Regions from separate parts of the Mus musculus genome. Here regions 1, 2, 3, 4 and 5 are each linked to region 6. A link is a contact called in public Hi-C, HiCAR-type and HiChIP or PLAC-seq data. All regions are on one chromosome and are shown on one strand. Each heading gives the region's core, a stretch centred on a gene start, on an enhancer-like site or on the middle of the called end of the contact. The rest is flanking DNA. Distances are from core to core; before and after follow the strand shown. Region 1 has its middle 140 kb from the start of Gm40217. Region 2 has its middle 260 kb from the start of Gm40217. Region 3 has its middle 230 kb from the start of Gm29922. Region 4 has its middle 160 kb from the start of Gm40217. Region 5 has its middle 210 kb from the start of Gm40217. Region 6 holds the start of Plpp3 (phospholipid phosphatase 3).

Evidence for each region. A called contact is a pair of places that touch in the nucleus more often than the background predicts. HiCAR-type assays count read pairs that join an accessible place to other places. HiChIP or PLAC-seq counts read pairs in DNA pulled down with a chosen protein or histone mark.
Region 1: a Hi-C map of uterus shows a contact between it and region 6, with 5 times the contacts expected there. The contact joins the enhancer-like site here to the promoter of Plpp3 in region 6. A contact is called at or near these places in 16 of 39 promoter capture datasets (the 3T3-L1 cell line, 3T3-L1-derived adipocytes, the C10 cell line and 10 more), 2 of 15 datasets of contacts at CTCF or cohesin (embryonic stem cells and stem cell-derived epiblast-like cells), 29 of 484 Hi-C or Micro-C datasets (the HL-1 cell line, adipose-derived mesenchymal stem cells, cerebellum and 9 more), 27 of 115 datasets of contacts at active chromatin or transcription factors (the NIH/3T3 cell line, embryonic forebrain, embryonic hindbrain and 10 more) and 3 of 9 other capture datasets (adipose tissue, embryonic stem cells and pancreatic islet).
Region 2: a contact with region 6 is called in a FOXA1 HiChIP or PLAC-seq map of pancreatic cancer cells. The contact joins the enhancer-like site here to the promoter of Plpp3 in region 6. A contact is called at or near these places in 7 of 39 promoter capture datasets (the 3T3-L1 cell line, 3T3-L1-derived adipocytes, the HPC-7 cell line and 4 more), 2 of 15 datasets of contacts at CTCF or cohesin (the NIH/3T3 cell line and embryonic stem cells), 1 of 484 Hi-C or Micro-C datasets (myocytes), 10 of 115 datasets of contacts at active chromatin or transcription factors (the NIH/3T3 cell line, bone marrow-derived macrophages, craniofacial prominence and 4 more) and 2 of 9 other capture datasets (adipose tissue and embryonic stem cells).
Region 3: a contact with region 6 is called in a HiCAR-type map of fibro-adipogenic progenitors, with 8 times the contacts expected there. The contact joins the enhancer-like site here to the promoter of Plpp3 in region 6. A contact is called at or near these places in 11 of 39 promoter capture datasets (the 3T3-L1 cell line, the C10 cell line, the HPC-7 cell line and 6 more), 4 of 484 Hi-C or Micro-C datasets (embryonic fibroblasts, embryonic stem cells and uterus), 16 of 115 datasets of contacts at active chromatin or transcription factors (the NIH/3T3 cell line, cardiomyocytes, craniofacial prominence and 7 more) and 3 of 9 other capture datasets (adipose tissue, embryonic stem cells and liver).
Region 4: a contact with region 6 is called in an H3K4me3 HiChIP or PLAC-seq map of neural progenitor cells, with 13 times the contacts expected there. The contact joins the enhancer-like site here to the promoter of Plpp3 in region 6. A contact is called at or near these places in 16 of 39 promoter capture datasets (the 3T3-L1 cell line, 3T3-L1-derived adipocytes, the C10 cell line and 11 more), 1 of 15 datasets of contacts at CTCF or cohesin (embryonic stem cells), 26 of 484 Hi-C or Micro-C datasets (the C10 cell line, CD4 T cells, the HL-1 cell line and 10 more), 27 of 115 datasets of contacts at active chromatin or transcription factors (the NIH/3T3 cell line, astrocytes, a colorectal cancer cell line and 12 more) and 2 of 9 other capture datasets (embryonic stem cells and liver).
Region 5: a contact with region 6 is called in an H3K4me3 HiChIP or PLAC-seq map of embryonic limb bud, with 6 times the contacts expected there. The contact joins the enhancer-like site here to the promoter of Plpp3 in region 6. A contact is called at or near these places in 11 of 39 promoter capture datasets (3T3-L1-derived adipocytes, the C10 cell line, the HPC-7 cell line and 7 more), 2 of 15 datasets of contacts at CTCF or cohesin (large pre-B cells and stem cell-derived epiblast-like cells), 5 of 484 Hi-C or Micro-C datasets (the HL-1 cell line, embryonic stem cells, nephron progenitors and 1 more), 15 of 115 datasets of contacts at active chromatin or transcription factors (the NIH/3T3 cell line, bone marrow-derived macrophages, craniofacial prominence and 7 more) and 4 of 9 other capture datasets (embryonic stem cells, liver, macrophages and 1 more).

The regions. Positions count from the first base shown.
Region 1 is chr4:105,456,088-105,458,787 of GRCm38.p6, forward strand. No RefSeq gene overlaps it. Among named protein-coding and RNA genes, the nearest start is that of Gm40217, 140 kb to the left of the region's middle. Within about 2 kb of position 1,259, at least 27 of the 459 cell types and tissues checked have an H3K27ac peak or open chromatin away from gene starts, as enhancers often do. A contact at or near this core is called in adipose tissue, fibro-adipogenic progenitors, muscle stem cells and 1 more, where this site is marked.
Region 2 is chr4:105,579,885-105,582,619 of GRCm38.p6, forward strand. No RefSeq gene overlaps it. Among named protein-coding and RNA genes, the nearest start is that of Gm40217, 260 kb to the left of the region's middle. Within about 2 kb of position 1,302, at least 14 of the 459 cell types and tissues checked have an H3K27ac peak or open chromatin away from gene starts, as enhancers often do. A contact at or near this core is called in pancreatic cancer cells, where this site is marked.
Region 3 is chr4:105,609,798-105,612,497 of GRCm38.p6, forward strand. No RefSeq gene overlaps it. Among named protein-coding and RNA genes, the nearest start is that of Gm29922, 230 kb to the right of the region's middle. Within about 2 kb of position 1,369, at least 31 of the 459 cell types and tissues checked have an H3K27ac peak or open chromatin away from gene starts, as enhancers often do. A contact at or near this core is called in the NIH/3T3 cell line and fibro-adipogenic progenitors, where this site is marked.
Region 4 is chr4:105,474,019-105,476,725 of GRCm38.p6, forward strand. No RefSeq gene overlaps it. Among named protein-coding and RNA genes, the nearest start is that of Gm40217, 160 kb to the left of the region's middle. Within about 2 kb of position 1,348, at least 56 of the 459 cell types and tissues checked have an H3K27ac peak or open chromatin away from gene starts, as enhancers often do. A contact at or near this core is called in astrocytes, embryonic forebrain, neural progenitor cells and 5 more, where this site is marked.
Region 5 is chr4:105,525,717-105,528,416 of GRCm38.p6, forward strand. No RefSeq gene overlaps it. Among named protein-coding and RNA genes, the nearest start is that of Gm40217, 210 kb to the left of the region's middle. Within about 2 kb of position 1,270, at least 6 of the 459 cell types and tissues checked have an H3K27ac peak or open chromatin away from gene starts, as enhancers often do. A contact at or near this core is called in embryonic limb bud, where this site is marked.
Region 6 is chr4:105,155,960-105,158,659 of GRCm38.p6, forward strand. It overlaps Plpp3 (phospholipid phosphatase 3), which reads left to right and starts at 1,388. Exons shown (of 6, transcript NM_080555.2): 1 at 1,388-2,004. The coding sequence starts at 1,866. Gm29838 (a long non-coding RNA gene) reads right to left here and starts at 712. Exons shown (of 2, transcript XR_376486.3): 1 at 1-712.

The sequences.
Region 1 (2,700 bases), core at 9-2,508, 300 kb after region 6:
CAGACCATCTTTCCTCCCAGTGTTGCTGGAGGGGCACAGTCTTCCTGAGGTCAGTGCCTCTGACCCCTCACAAAAGCTGGGGATCTGGAGCTCACCACATAGCCTGTAGGCAGCTCAAAAGGCTAGAGAATATCCTTTCCAAGGGACTCAGTTGACCTTAACATCTCTTAGCTTTGCTGGTTTCCACTTTTTCCAAACAGCTTGTCTGGACTCAGAGTCTTCTTTGGAATTTGCCTTTTCTGGGAGTGACTTTCAGCAGGTCGGCTTGTTTATACTTGGGGACCTCATACCAGAGCCTTTAGACCAGATGGTCCTAGGCACCACTGCTACCTTGACCCCTTGTGAGTCTCTTTGAAATTCAGTTTCCTCATTTCTAGAATGAGAATAACCGTAGGGTGTGGGGTAGTTGTACTAGAGGTTGGGGAGATGGTACACCAGGAAAAGCACTAGCTACACGTGACTGAGGAACTAAGTTCTAATTCCCATAAATAAAGCTAGATACTGGGCATGCATACATCCCGTCACAGTGCTCCTGAGGGGAGTTGGGAGGTAGAAACAGGAGAATACACTAAAGTTTATGGACCAGGCAACCTGGTATATCCATCAGGAAACAAACAAACAACAAAACAAAACAAAAAACACCCAAGAGAGAGTCTGTATAAAAAAAAAGTGGAAGATGAGCCTGAGGTTGTCCTATGACGTCCTCATGTACATCATGGTACACATGTGTCCAGATTCATGAACACAAATGCACACATATACTAGGCCACACACATGGATGCACACATGTGCACATATATAAGCAGATAAAAACAAAAAATAAAGTAAGAGTTATGCTTAGCACAAAGGCTGGATAAATGCTTTGTAAAGAAATCAATGTACAGTTTGACTCTGTAGAAAGCTTTGTGGGAAGTGGCGGGATGTGGGAAGGCACTGGGAGTCTTCATGTGTCCCACATCACAGTCATCCCTGTCTCTCGCTTGCTGCTCACGTTCTTTCTGTAGTTTGTATTCACCACGATCCTCCTTCTTGCCATTCGCACTTGAGTTCTGGACCTTTGGCCTTGGTTTTTGACTCCCACTTGCGCTGAGCTCATTCTCTGAGGCTTTTCCTTCTGCTGAATTGGAAAAATCTCTTTTTCCTCTTGCACAACTTCTCTGATTCCGCAGCTGTGACAGCCCACCTGGCAGGGAGCTCCACTGTGGGACACTGACTGAGCTCAGCCAGGAACACCAAGACCTGACTGCCTTGGCCCAGTGAAGAACTCAGCCCTCTGATTATAGGCAATACAAAGAACGGCACTATCTCAAAGCCAACATTTTTCAGGCATTGGACAATTTGATGGTGGAGTTCATTTTCTCCTCCCATCTGGCCTGGCTCATTGTGATCTGTCAAGTAGCCTTGGGGCCAAAAGGACTGCCAGATTGGGTAATTTTCTCGGAGAAGAGCTATAAAGATGAGCGAGTCAAATGTGCTTTCAGCGTGAATCATAAATTGCAGGCACCAAGGCCAATACAAAGCACATGTCCAGCAGTGGGGGTGGGACACAGCAAGACAGAATTAATATTAGGTGTCCTGGGGCCATCACATCTCAGGAGACAATTCTATACCTGTGAAATCTTAGCATTTGTTGTAGGCATTTCAGCTTGTCTTCCAGAATGAATTCACATCACTGATATTTAACATAATAATTTGACATGGCTTTACTACTATGATGGTCCTGGCAGGTTGGCTGGAAACACAGACATATTAAGTGACAATCGCTGTATCTTATGCTAAGGGATCTGGTGAGGGAAGTACATGTTGCATGACAGGTCCTGATCCAGGTGGGGTGGGATTTGAGAAGGTGGAGGTGAGTCACATCGGAAGGAAGCAGTGTCACATGTACTAAAGAACAAGAAGAAACTAGCTAGTAAAATAAAGGAGAAAAATGAGGAAGTCCAGGGGAGGAAATAGTACCTGCAGAAACCTGGGACATGTAAGGAAATGCCATTTCCTAGTGAGACTGAGATACAGGTTAAGACACTGAAGACAAGGGTGAGATGAGCAATTGTAAGCTTTACTTTCCATATCCGTTCTACTCTAGTCCACAGGATGAGCAGGATGGAACATTCTCACACATACTATTGTCTCGCCAGCAAGAACACACGCGTGAGAAACTGGATCCTTCTGCAGCAACTTTATTACACCAGTTTCAACATGAAGAGGAATACCCCAAGCACCAAAAAGGCGCTGCTTATATACACCTTAGTGTGGCGTGTGATTGGCTGCTCTCCCAGAGCCTCATCACCACGCCCCGGGATGGGCAGTGACTTGGCACGAATTTACTCTTGCACCTGCGCACATTACTTGTTTACCAGTTAGGCACAGCGGAGGCTCATGATGGCAATTGCTCACGGCTCTCCACAGAACATGTCAACTGGGAAGTGATTCCTTACACTTCTAAAGGTGAAAATCCCTCAAGTTCTGATGACACTTAGAAACTCAACCATTGGAGATCATATCGCCCTGCTTTGTGGCTCATTCTCTGTGTGGCTCAACAGGTGGACCATCTACCCACAGCCTTCCATCTATCCACTCACACGCAGAACAGCTCTTGGGGACCATTGCAACATGACTTTGAGTCTTAACCTCAAGCCAATAAACCGCACCAGAATTTTTTTTTTTCTTTTTCTTTTTTTGTTTTTCGAGACAGGGTTT
Region 2 (2,735 bases), core at 52-2,551, 420 kb after region 6:
GCCATACACAACCACACTTTTATTTCTATTTGTGCTATGCCTTGGAGTAGTTTCCCAAAGTGATTTTGAGTGTGGAAGAAATAGTATTGTCCCTGAACAGCTGGCTTGGTATCAAAATCTAACTGATGCTTTTATTAAATTGATTTTCCTTTGGAGATTTTAAAAGAATGATTTGATTTCCAGAAAATACTAGACTCAAAATCTTGAGACCTAAAATTCTTTTCTATTCAGCAAAACAAGTCATTGTATAGAGGTTGTTCAAATCAACTAAAGTAATAAATGTCTGTTAAACAAGTGGAAAAAAAAAGAATGGATGTGCTGATTGAAATGCTATTTGTGAAAATTCTTGTGAAGAAGCAGGCCTTTTGCTTATTATTTGGCAGATACTATTTAGAGATTATAATATATACTAAACTTGGGGAATATAAAGAATATTGATCATATCCTCTCATTGTGTCCCACTTTGTGAGTGCGCTGGGATAGGTAAATCTATTGTAAAGGGAAGCGTAGGGAGCGTGGGATGCCAAGCCCAGACTTGAGAGCCCATGTCGGTGTGGTGCTGCTCCTTCTGGTCTCAGAGTTGGTGGAAACTGTACCAGTGTATCGATAGCAAGCACACGTGAGTGCTCATGTGAGTGTGCGTGTGCGTGTATGCATGTGCCTGAGTGTGTGTGTGTGCTTGTGCCTGTGTGTGGGTGTTTAAAGGGCATGGGGATAAAGCATCTTGTCACTAACAATGATAAAAACATTAAAAAATAAAAATAATATTTAATAAATTAAATATCTTTAATACTAACTATTAAATATATTTTATCTATGTGCTAGGCTCAATCTCTAGTACCACCCAAAAACTAAAGAGAAATTGGTGAAAAATATATCTTTTCTTTTATAGAATTTCTGTCATCTTAGAGTTAGAAGAAAAAAAAAAGAGAAGGAAACAACTTTCATGCTAGTTTTTAAAGAGGAACTTTCTTCACTTCTAAAAGGCAAATGCAAATATTGCTTGGTTGAATGGCAAAATTCCTTTTGACTCCAAGAACCAGAAGGAGGGATCTGGAGTGCTGTGTAGGTCTCTAGAGGCTCTTAAAACAGGGAGTCTAATCTGAGCAGGAGGGCTAGAGAGTGACCAACACGGCAATATAACAGATGCATCGCTGCCTGCAGAGCCTGAAAAAAAAAAAAGTCCTTATACTCTGCAGATGCCATAGTTTTAATTGCTAAGAAACTCTATCCTGTTTTCTGTGAGTCACATAATTAATATGTGACGGCAGCATATTTGGTTGGGCAGATATGGTATTTAACCTCTGAGTACACACAGAGTCCTGTCACTGTGGAGCCAGGAACAGGAGCGGAGGGATTGCTGAACACATCTGAACCTTCCGAGCTGTGGGTTTTTCCACGGTGGAGTGGGAATGTGATCCATCACTGAATGTTTACCTTCCATGCCCACGGAATCTTAGACATTCCCATCTGGGAAGGACTTAACAGACTAGCAACTCCAATTTCTTCAGACATGCACCGGCAAGGGCAAAAGTGAGCTGGCACCTAACATGGGTGGCCAATGGGTTGAGTTACAACATTTAATCTTTAACATCGTCCTATGAGACAGATATTTTCATCACCCCCTCGATGGCAGAAATGTCAGCTAAGAGTGGAGAGGCTCAGGACCAGGCATGGCGGCACACATGACTGTAATCCTAGTACTCAGGAGGGAGGCTGGTGTAGAAAGACCACAAGTTAAAGGACAGTGTGGTTGGAATAAGAAGTTTTGGGCTAGCCATGGCTACCCTGATGATATGCTGTCTTACCCTTTCCAACCTCCTCTTGCTTAGGATCACATTCTTGCCTTTGTAAAGTCAAGAGTCAAATATAACTAGAAAAAGCTATGGGTTTGTCAAATCATAACTGTCTCCTGATTGTACATTTGAAGCCATTGGCAATGGGGGTTAGAACCTCTTTAAAAGTGATTGTTGTTTCTCTTACTTCATAGATCAGTAACCCATGGCTTAGGAAAAATTTAAAATACTCCTCTAAATGCATAAAAATACTGTAAGTTATAAGTCATTGCTACAGTGTAATGTGTATGATGAAATCAACTCATACAGAAGGCTCTTACAGTGGGCCAGGCCTGGTGCTAGCTTGGGGGCTTCATGTACATTAGTTCAATGTAATCCTAAACCCAACAAGATAGGTAATACTCTACCACCATGTTGTTAAGAAGGAAGCCAAGTTTAAACAATAGAAAGTTCAGATAATCTGTCTAGGGTCACGACACTAATGACTATATGAAATTGAGCCATTGTGTGGACTCCAGGGTCAACACTTAACCATCTGCTCTTCCATTCCAACTTCTGTCAGTCAATAAACTCTTTGTCTCCCATGATCCCCTCCTCTAGACATGCAGACATCTACACTACTGCAGAATGAAACTTCTGGTTCGTTGTTGGTTTGCTCTGTTTTGTTTTCAGTTTCATTTTTACCATGAGTGCAAGGCTAAAGAAAATTATGAGCAGGAATTGGGACTTTCAGGAAATTCTGATCCTTGATAAATTAAATAATTTATTAGCACGAATTCACGATATTCCAAACCAGACACCGCGCTAAGACTCTTGGGAGAAGAAATGTATCAGAAGATGTAGGGCGTGGTTATTGCTTTAAAATTACATCTGCCTAGTCACAGCCACAGTTGTCCTTACTACCTCACAATAAAATAAGCAGAGAGATGGAGGAGGCAA
Region 3 (2,700 bases), core at 119-2,618, 450 kb after region 6:
AGGACCAGGGAAACATGACCTTTTTTTTTTTTCTTTAAAAGTCATCAGGTATCAATCAGAGATAATCCAAAAAAAAAAAAAAATGGAATGAGCAGACCTTAAATTAAGAAAAGTTTTAGAACCGTTCTTCAGGCGGTAAAAGTGAATGAACTAGAAATAAATGAATTCATAGTTATCAGAGGGAAAACAAGATTTTTAAGTCAATTTGACTTTTTAAAAATTACTATATCTTTAATCTTTTTTTTTTTTTTTTGCAGTTCATCCCCAGTGTCCAGGCCCCCTCACACCCTTGCCTTCACAGGGCATCCCCAGTGCCTAGTGCCATTCGAGCCCTTCTCCCCAGATCATGCCCACTGAACAGGGGTACGATTCCCCCTCTGATTTGTATCCATCATGCTCTTTCCAATACTGTCCTTCCATCCCTTCTTCCCTGCCTTTTTTTTTTTCTGAGCATTTGTGTTTAGAGGTTATTGTGGATGTATCGATTGGGGCTAGGTATCCAATGCTCACTCTTTTCTGCATTTTGACCACTAATGAATGGATCTCAGTGCTAGTCTTCATTTGTTACAAAAAGAAGCTTCCCCATCTACCTGGCCAATATTAATTAAAGCTTGCTTTAGTTGAATAATTGTAGAACCGGTCTTTCTTCTCGCAAATTTCAGATTGAACAGAACGTATAAAGGCTTTATGGAGACAGGGTATCCTGGCAATTGGAGGTCCAAGGAATGCCAAAAGAAAAGAAAATCATACCATGCAACAGACATCACATAAGAAATTTAATTGGGGGTGGGGGGGGTGGGGGGGGAAGTGAAAGGCCACCTCTGAGTAGGAATATAATATATTCAAGGAACTAATACATAGAGTATATATATATATATATATATATATATATATATATATATATATATATATATATATGGAGAGAGAGAGAGAGAGAGAGAGAGAGAGAGAGAGAGAGAGAGAGAGAGAAGATAAAGACACAAAGAGGGACAGAGTGAGGGACAGACAGACCAGGAAACAGAGAGTGGGCATGATGGTGGGGACCCTTTAAAGGGTACTCTTGTGGAGTTTGGTGGCTGGTGATGTCATAGCGGCTGGCACTGAGGCAGTCTGGGAGAGCACCTGGTCTCTAACAGATGCAGCCAGAAAGTCCAAAGAATTCACCAAGAAAATGCAACCAATGTGTGGTAAGGAAATCAGATCGATTTGAGTCCAAGTTTTCTGGATTTCGATGTCCTGTATTAGCCACCAAAGCCCAAGATAAGTCGTGACTTCCTGGGGAAAGACAGAGGCCAGGGAGTCTGCTGGGAAGAAAGCAACATGTGCTGGATCTCGGAGCTGACTCACCCAGCATCTCCCCACGCCCATCTTCTGCTGCTGGGTCCTGACTTTCCTGTGGCGCCTGATGTATGTTTTTCTCTGAATCACAGTGGGCTGGGATAGCAACACAAGAATTATGACAAAAATGTCCCTATGGGGGAAAAAAGATGTCACTGTGATTTTTAGGAAGCATCTGGGGAGGAGTTACAAAATCTTTGAAAACTTGGGGGTCAATTTTGTTATGGTTAAAATAATTCTCTCTCTCTCTCTCTCAACCTCCCTCCCTCCCTCCCTCCTTCCTTCCCTCCCTCCCCTCTCTAACTTCCTTTCTTCTTTTCCAAGGTAATAAGTAACTTTTCTGATCTAAGGTGGAAACTCAGAGATTAAAAAAAGTCAGATTCCTTGGACTTTTAGGAATATTTGCTTAACTTGGGTAGAGATGTAAAAAGTCTCATATTCCAAGGACTAAGAACTATCCACCCCCACCCACCTCAAAGTGAATCAGAATTTGCAGTTGTATTATTTGTCCTCAAGGCCTAGGAAGTGAGGAATCCAGAGATGAATTAAGGGAATAGATCTTAATGAGAGAACTTTGTGCATGAATACATAGAGTGTAAAGGCTGTCTCTTTTACAGCAGCTGGAAAAAGAAGAGAAGGTGGAGGGGAAGGAAAGAGAGGGAAGAAGAGGAGGGAGGGAGGAAATAGGAATAGAGGGGAAACACTATTCTCACCATTGACTAAATGAGGCCTCATTTTGTAGACCAGACGCTGGAAGGGCAGATCTATGGCCATGGAGAAGGTGGGAATTCAGAAAGTAATACAATATCTGATTGTCTAGTCTCAAATCCTGAACACCGGAATCTTTAGAGGTTCAAGAGCATAGTAATAAAGGCACATGGATTATTTTACATGTCTGACACTTGAAATAGTGGTACTTTTAGTAAAATCTGGCATGGAGAAGGGCTATTGTTATATTTGCAAAGGCCCATACTCTTGTTAATTCTTCTGGGTTCTATTCTGTTCTCTGAGAAGCCACACTCCTGCTGTATGCTACACATGGTTCTCTGCCTTCTCGACTCCCACTATACACAACAGCAATAAGACTGCATCACCGAGCCAAGGCCAGTTGGTGTTTCTCTTCTAGATTTCCACATCTCCTAGTGCTGACCTTGTCAAAGCACGGTCCATTCATACTGTGATGGCGCTCCATCTCTCCTTGTATCTTCCACAGACTGTAAAATCCAGCACCTCGCTCCTCTAACAGCTGGGGTATTGTTCTCTGAACCTTAAGCTTACTGAGGGTGCAGCCAGAGAAAGGGCAAGTGTGTCTGTTGGTACTGAAAGCTTTGCTCCTACCTCTCCTGTTTCTTCTCATTGTTC
Region 4 (2,707 bases), core at 98-2,597, 320 kb after region 6:
CATAGAAGACTGTTTACTAAACTGGAACCACTTTGGCTCTAAACATGGAAGGTCAGAACGCCCTCATGGAAAAAGCTGAGACGGAAATTCTTCATGTTCTGCATGTTCAAAATGAGGTGCACTCTGAATGAGTAGAGAGCCTAGAAAGCTGTGGGCTGTTTAGAGATGAGTTCATTTGCAACGTAACTGCTCTAGGTTTCAAGAGGTTGAGGATGTGTGGGATTTGATCCCAGGGAAAATCTCCTATTAACCCAACCAAGTCAGGGCCAAGTCCTTAGCATTCAGAAGCAATGACAAAGTTTCTTTGGTCATGGATAAAGCTTGAGGGGACTAGGAGGCTCTCTATAAGTTGACAAGCATCAGATGGGGACAGCATGCCATTCCCCACTCCAGCATACCAACCCAGAACATTGTCCACAAGCGCTTCATATACCGTACTCTTAATTATCTGTGGAAGGCAGCATACTAGTCATTAATAAAGACCTCGCCTAAGGTGTCAAACTGACCTGGGTCTGAATCCTGACCTGACTATCTGGTGACTGAGTGGAAAAGCCACTTCTCTGAGCCCATTTCTCCATCTACCCTTCAGTGACTAGTATGGCACCCACGTAAGAAGCTGAGGGTGAAGATGTAGAGGACAATGCAGGAGGAAATCCATTGTAGGATTTTTAAAGAAATAGTGACATTTACTCCCTCCCTAGTCTTGGCTAAGGCTCCATCCCATCTTTCAGACTTGGTCGCTTTTATACCTCTGACTCCTCTTGTCTACACATCCTTCTTTTGCAAGCATCACAGTCGTACAATTCAAACCTTGTCCACCAGGAGCATAGGTTATATTTTGGTACCAAACACCTTCCTCTGTGACTTTGTCCCTCACATCCCAATTCACAGATGGTAAAAAGAAGTTACTGGGCTACTCTCCTACAACATCGGGCCTTATAAAAATTTGAACCAAATCACAGATGGCATGTCAACAACTCCTTTCTCTTCTCTCTCTCTCTCTCTCTCTCTCTCTCTCTCTCCCTCTCTCTCTCTCACACACACACACACACACAAACACACACACATACACACACACACACACACACACAAACACACACACATACACACACACACATTTCCTTCTGGAACATTTATTATTTACACACCACTGAGTCTCCATCAGCCATTTTTCAAGAGTGGCACAAAGTGAATTCTCCACAGAGAAGAACAAACGAGCGATTGAAAGGGATTTCACGCCTGAATGCCCTCATTCTACTCAAGGCCGGCCATCGTGGCTGCTACCTCTCTGTTCATTATCAAGGGAGCTGGAGTTTGTCACTTGCACCAGATCCTGGCCTCTCCCAGAGACCCTCTGGAGAAGGCCTCCTCGGTTACCGTAGAAACGTCTTCCTTCCTGGATGCAGACCCATGAAGGCTCAGGCTTCGAGACCCAAGAGGGGCCTTGTTTAAACAGGAAAGAGCAGACAGTTTAATGAGTAGCTTTGCAGCTCAGATTCCTACACAGTTTACAGTAGTTGAAGTAATAAAATTCATAATGAATGTTTCTTTATTTTAGTTTTATGTTTGTTTTCTTCTCTCTTTTTTTTTTTTTGCCCTTTTGTTTTGTTTTTCCTGAATACTCTCCAACTGATGGTAGGCATTTTTAATTACTAGGGAAATATCATTGAAGAAGAAAGAATGCACAGTCTGTATGTCCATGTGTCCCATTTATTCTTCACGATATTTCCACCACATACATAATTATTACATTGGGGAAATGGAGAGTCAAAGAGCTTAAATTACCAGCCTTGGACACATGGCTATTTGTGAGAAATGGACCTTTCAAGTGAGCAACTCCCCCAACAAAATCTGAATCCATTAATGAAGTGGGAGTTAAATGTGTGATTTTTCAACAGGTAAACACGATTGGCAGTTTGATCCACAAAGAAGTGTAACATCAGCTTGCAGGAATAGGATGACTGACTGGGAGGAGGACACAGTCGAAGAGGCCCATCATTAAGCTTTCTTTTGAGGGGAGTTTTGTCCTTGGTTGCCTTTGATGACTTGAGACCACACAACTAGTCAGAAATCTTACCATACAGGGCCGAAGTCAAGAGGCCACCTAGAATGGTTATTTGGTCGTGTGATAGACATCAGGAGCATTCCACACACTACCTTCCTTGAGCAGTAGATTCATTGACACAACCAATACAGCATTAGAAAGGTAAGGGCAAAGAGCCAAACAAGTCTGTCTAATTGCCAAGCCTGGTGTTCTGCTGGTGTTTCATCTTCTGCTCCCCCAGAGCAGACTCCTATGAAAAAACTGAAGGCCCTCTGTCTCAAGGCCTCAGGCATTACTTTACATACCAGAGGCAGGCTGTCCAGGGGGAAATTGTACCTGAGCTAGGTAGGGAGAGAGTTTCTGTCTTTCTGGGAAGGAGCTGGGATACTGTGGTACCCAGCGGGCGCTCTAGATGGAGTTGGGATGCTTCTACAGTCATGAATGAGCAAACAAAGCAATTGAAAGGCAATTACTACTCTGTAAAGGGCCTGGAAACAAGCTGGCAGCTGTGGGGGAGTTCTGAACTGTGAGAACTGCCTGGAGCCAGAGGCAGGTGATTTTAAAGGCCAGGGGATTGTTTTATCAGGCCACTGAGGCTCTTACTCACAGCGACTTTCTTCCATGCAGGACAGTTACTGTTGTCTACCTGTTCTCGTTAAGCCA
Region 5 (2,700 bases), core at 20-2,519, 370 kb after region 6:
TGGTATGGTGAAGTGGAAGGAAGTGCCTCTGCAGGCCCATACTGAGGCATCCCTTCCCCATGCGGGACCAGCTACACATGGGGTAGGGAGTTGAGGAGAGAGTAGAGACAGAGAAAGAAAGAGAGAGAGCTGCAGCAAGTCTATTTTGGAATGAGAAGGATGAATATATTTTAGCGAACTACTATGAGAATATGATATAAGATCATTTTTTATTGTAGGTGTAGCAGTTGGGGCAGATACTTCGTGGTCTGTTCTTCTCTGCATTTTGACCAGATGTGCCTTTCTGTAATGGTCTGTGCTATATGAAGAAACTTCATTGATGAGAAGTAAAAGCTTATCTGTGGGTATAAGAATAAGCATTTATAGTGCAGTTAGGGATTATCACGGGATATTTTAAAAGAAGGGGTGGGAAGACTGTAAGAGCCAGAGGCCCAGACAGTCTGCTGCAGATCATGTCTTCTAGATATGTGAGGAAAGCTATGCTCATGAAATCTCAACATTATGGTTGCCTAAGACCCAGACAATTCTAGCACTAGTTGGCATCCCAGTGTGCATGGGGAAAATCCAGGGCTTTACCTCTAGATCCAGTGCTATAAGCAATTAATGACTTCTGAGAGGGGGAGAATTAGTTTTCCCAAGGAATTAGCCTCCAATTCGTCATCTAATACCAAGTTGTTGGCTTTAAAACCACACGAGCAATACTAAATGGACTCAGCAGGTTTAATTTATACATTTATTCACAAATAGGTAGATACATAAGACAATAATAATTACAGAAAAGAGGCCATGAATTTGAGAGGGAGCAGGAGGGACATGAGAGGAGTTGGAGGGAGAAGAGGGAGGATGAGATGATATAATTATATTTTCATTACAAATAAAACAAGATTTAAAAATTTAAAGAATATTGCCTACATATTCTGGACATGGTGTGATAATACCATGATAGGTTATAACTTTTAATAAAACAGTAGGCTAAAAACAATTCAATGTAAAGCGTAAAGTTGAATTGCTTTGCTGTCAGATGGGGCTTGAAGGTTGCTAGCGCTTGCCTTTGCACTTGCCAGGGGCTCTTCTGTGCTGTCTGCTGCAGACTAACTTGGGTTTGCTCAACCTGTAGTTCTGGGGGTTGGGGTGTTGTTTGTGGGGGGAATTTTACAACCTCAGCTGCTGCTGGGTGTGGACTGCGTGCTAACAGAACCTGCTGGTAATCAAACATGGTCTTTAATCTGCGGCGTTCCGTTCCCTAGGTTAGGCCTCTCCTGCGATGCTCTGCTCCCAATGCCAAGCCATGAACTTAATGAAATTCCCCCAGAAAACCAGAAACCTTGTAAACTGCTACCACCAAGAGATCCTTCTCACAAAACGGCTTGTGTTGCCTTCAAAGAAGCTCATAACTTCATAAATTGAAAACTCTGGGGATCACCCAGGACTGTAGTTCCCCAGGGCCAGGCTCTGGCTTAGCTTTAGTCATGATGAATTTTATTCATCAAATTAACTGAGTGCATTTATTTTGAAAGAATGTCTTTTGTTCTGCTTTTCATACCTTGACAGTGAAAAATAGCATGGTTCTCTCTCTCTCTCTCTCTCTCTCTCTCTCTCTCTCTCTCTCTCTCTCTCATTTTCTCTGTCTTTTTCTGAAATCAGAAATTCTGCAAACCACTTTTGCAGATGGAGAATGTGCACTTCAGTGAAGTAATGTGATTCCCCTAAGATGACTTACTCTATTATTATTAAAGGACCAGGAGTCAACCCTGGACCTACTGATGAATGATTTGGTGCCAAGTTAGGAAATGAGTCGCACATGATGAGAGAAGTAATGTTCATACATTTGAGAATTCTCAGCTTCCAGCGTTGTTTTGCTAATGCAGAGCCCATGTGCACTGCTTTAGCAAAAGGAACATTCACAGCATCATGGACCCCGTGTTTTCCTTTCACTTGCTCTTTTTAACAAACCATCTTGTCCTGGAGGCTCTGAAGCACACCAGGAAGGTGTTTGTGCCCAGCTCTCAGGTTTGGTAGAGAAGAGAGTTTTTAAGTCATCTGTGAATGTGTGTTGGTGGCCGATGAAAAGAAGGCATACTCATTCAAAGATTAGAGCTATGCCTCCTGAGTTTTGCATTTATGGCCTCACTTGCCAGACATTTTCCATTCATTCCTGGGAATTATCTCATGTCAAATGACTCTCTACACCTGAGACACATCTCAGAGGAATTTAGTTAAACACTGTTTATTGCCAACATTTCAGTAGATAAGGGAGCTTATTTTTTAGTTCTGGAAGGAGAAATCTACCATCCTGTAAAAAAAAACCATTGTGACTATAAGTATGTCATTAAATGGTTTTGAAAGCAAAATAAGGAGGTAACATATGGTGGACTATAACCCCTAATATTCAAAGTCAATAGCAACTTTTTAAAAATATGATTATATTCTCAAGTATTTTATTATAGTTATGGAAAGCTCCATAAAAGAATTAATGGTATTGAACATCTCATGAGCTTTGTGGCTAATAGTGTATATTCTTTGAAGAATTATCTGTTTATTTGTTCAATTTTAAGTTGGATATTTGTCTTTATTGCATCAAATAATTTACACAGCTCATATATTAAATCCTTAACCAATAAAAAAAAAACCATTGTGAAAAATTTAGGCCATGTATAAAATTCAAGAGCGATTAGCCTGTGACTGGGTACATTCATTCTT
Region 6 (2,700 bases), core at 138-2,637:
GAACCAGCTGCATCTAATTCCAGCTCTCGAGAGGCAGAGGCAGGCAGATCTATCTCTGTGAGTCTGAGGCCAGCCTGGTCTACATAGTGAGTTCTAAGACATATTAGGGCTAGAGAGAGAGAGAGAGACCCTGTCTCAAACAAACAAACAAACAACAATGCTAGAACCATTGAGCCATTTCCACCTCTGTATTATAAAGACCCTTGGAAGAAATGTGCATTTGTATGCTATGTACTGTGCTCCAAGCTTGATACTAAGGAAAATGTAAGGGAGGGTCCTGACCCTTCAAGTGTTGATTCTCTTGAAGGAAAAAAAAACAAAAAACAAAAAACCAGCTCATAAAAAAGTAATCAACTTTAAAAATCATATAAAACCATATAAAAAGTATTCAAAGGGAAACATCAGATTCCTTGAAAGTCAAGGCCAATAATGCTCAGGTATGCCGGAGGCCAGCTGGACTAGGAAAGAGGCGGGCAGGCTTGGCTTTGGTTACCCACGTTCAGAACTAGTAGTATTGGCTCAACTCACCGAGCTCCTCTGTTGTGCAAGCTTTGCTGCAGAAGCACATGAGAAAGAATCAATTATATCTCCACCATGACTGCCTGGGGAGAAATATTTTGGTGTCTGTAGTTTACTCGCGGGGAAATTAAGGCACAGAGACATAGGATTCTAGAACAGGGGGTCTGGCTCTGGAGTCTCTTTTTTTTTCGGGGGGGGGGGGGGTGGAGGGGAGGTTCGAGACAGGGTTTTTCTGTGTAGTCCTGGCTGTCCTGGAACTCACTCGGTAGACTAGGTTGACCTTGAACTCAGAAATCCGCCTGCCTCTGCCTCTCAAGTGCTGGGATTAAAGGAGTGCGCCACCACCGCCCAGCCCGGAGTCTTTTACACCGTAGGATCTTCGGAATCTAGCACAATTATCCGGTGCTGAGCGTTAAAAGCAAAACAACAACCAACCTAGCTTTCCTTGAAAATTGAATTTTTAGGATAATCCAATTCAAGGCTGAAATTTGTAAATAAATAAACAAGTAAATAAAGAAAGCATTTTAGTATTATAGACCTCCCACCGATCCTCTCCCCACCTCTAATCAAAGGCCAGCAAGAAAAAAAAATTTTATTTATATGTTTTTTTTCCTCCCCTTTTGTGATGCTTTGGAGTTTCTGAACGCTAGGGGCTCCCTGATTCTCTGGTTTGAGAACAACTTTTTCTTTTACGATTTTTTTTTTTTTTTTTTTTTTGGAAAAGGGGTGGGGGAAATGTGGCCTTAATTATCCTACGTTTTAGGCAGCTTAAGGAAGGGGCTGTGCTTTCTGAATCTTGTTGGAGCCAAGTAAGGAGGTCCTTCTCCTCCCCCCTCGCTTTTTAAAGGCGCTCGTGAAATATAAGCTCAGAAAACAAACCGAGCGATCACAGCGGCAGCCCGGGCGGCAGCAGCAGGAGGAGGAGGAGCAGGAGGAGGAGGCAGAGTTGGAGTTGGGCAGACGCTGAGGAGAGCTAGCTGCAGGACGCTGCGGAGTTGCAGGGCTCCGCGCTGCTCCATTCATTAAGTAGCTGCGGAGGATCGTGGCGGGACGCCGACGCTGCCCACTCGCAAACTCCAGCACGCAGACGCACGCCAGCCGGACGCGTCCGGGGCAGCACAGTTCTGCAAAAGTTCCTGCTCGGGATTTGGCTCTCTTCCCCTTGGACTAGCGAACAGTTTGGGGTTGAGAGGAAAGCAGAGGCGCCCAGAGGGGAAACCTACCCGCGTCTGCAGTTGGAACTACTCCGCCGGGCTGCACTCTCGCCGCCGCGTCCCGAGCCCGCATACCCGCTCCTGAGCAGCGGCGGCCCGCATCGCCCCGGGAGGCTCCCCGCAGCCAGCGCCATGCAAAGCTACAAGTACGACAAGGCGATCGTCCCTGAGAGTAAGAACGGCGGCAGCCCGGCGCTCAACAACAACCCGAGGAAGGGCGGCAGCAAGCGGGTGCTGCTCATCTGCCTGGACCTCTTCTGCCTCTTCATGGGTGAGCGCAGTCCCACGGGTCCCACCCAACCCCTTCCGGGCCCCGGGCCCCGCTGCGCTGTCAGCCCCCAGGGTCCCGCAGCCATCTCCCCCACCCCCGGGCGCCGTGCTGGCCGCGAGCTCCCCGCCCTCCCGGACCCCCAATCCCCGGCCTGCGAATTCAAGTTGGGGCGTGCTTGTGCTTTCGCGGCAGCTGGAACCACCTCCTTAGGGGTGATCTCCAGCTGGGAGTCCGGCCCAGCACCTCGGAAGGTGTGAGCTCGAGCTCCAAGATATGGAGGAAACCTGTGGCTCTCTGCTCTGTATCCGAGTCAGATGCGAGTGAGACCCATCTCGGTCTCCGAGCAAGGCAGGCTCCTGCCGGAGTGGCGCTGCTCGTCCCGGCTGCATGTAAACATCCACCCCTTCCGTCGCGCTGCCTTGCAGGGCCAGTCGCGCTAGCCGGCCTTGTCACTCGCTACTCGCTTGGCTGAAAGCCCCAGAGGGTGGAACGCGGCTCTACCGGGCCAGGTGCTGGGCAGCGAGGAGCACATCACTTGTTGAGCGCCTACTGTGTGCCAGTTGATAGGCCGCTTCCCGGGCATCAGCTTTAAACTAGCTCACTCCCTGACTTGTGCCGGGAGGCCACTGAAAGAAAGGCTGCCTGCCACAGTCTTGCTTGGGGGCCACAGTGGAGCTACACTCCCTCAAAGTTGAG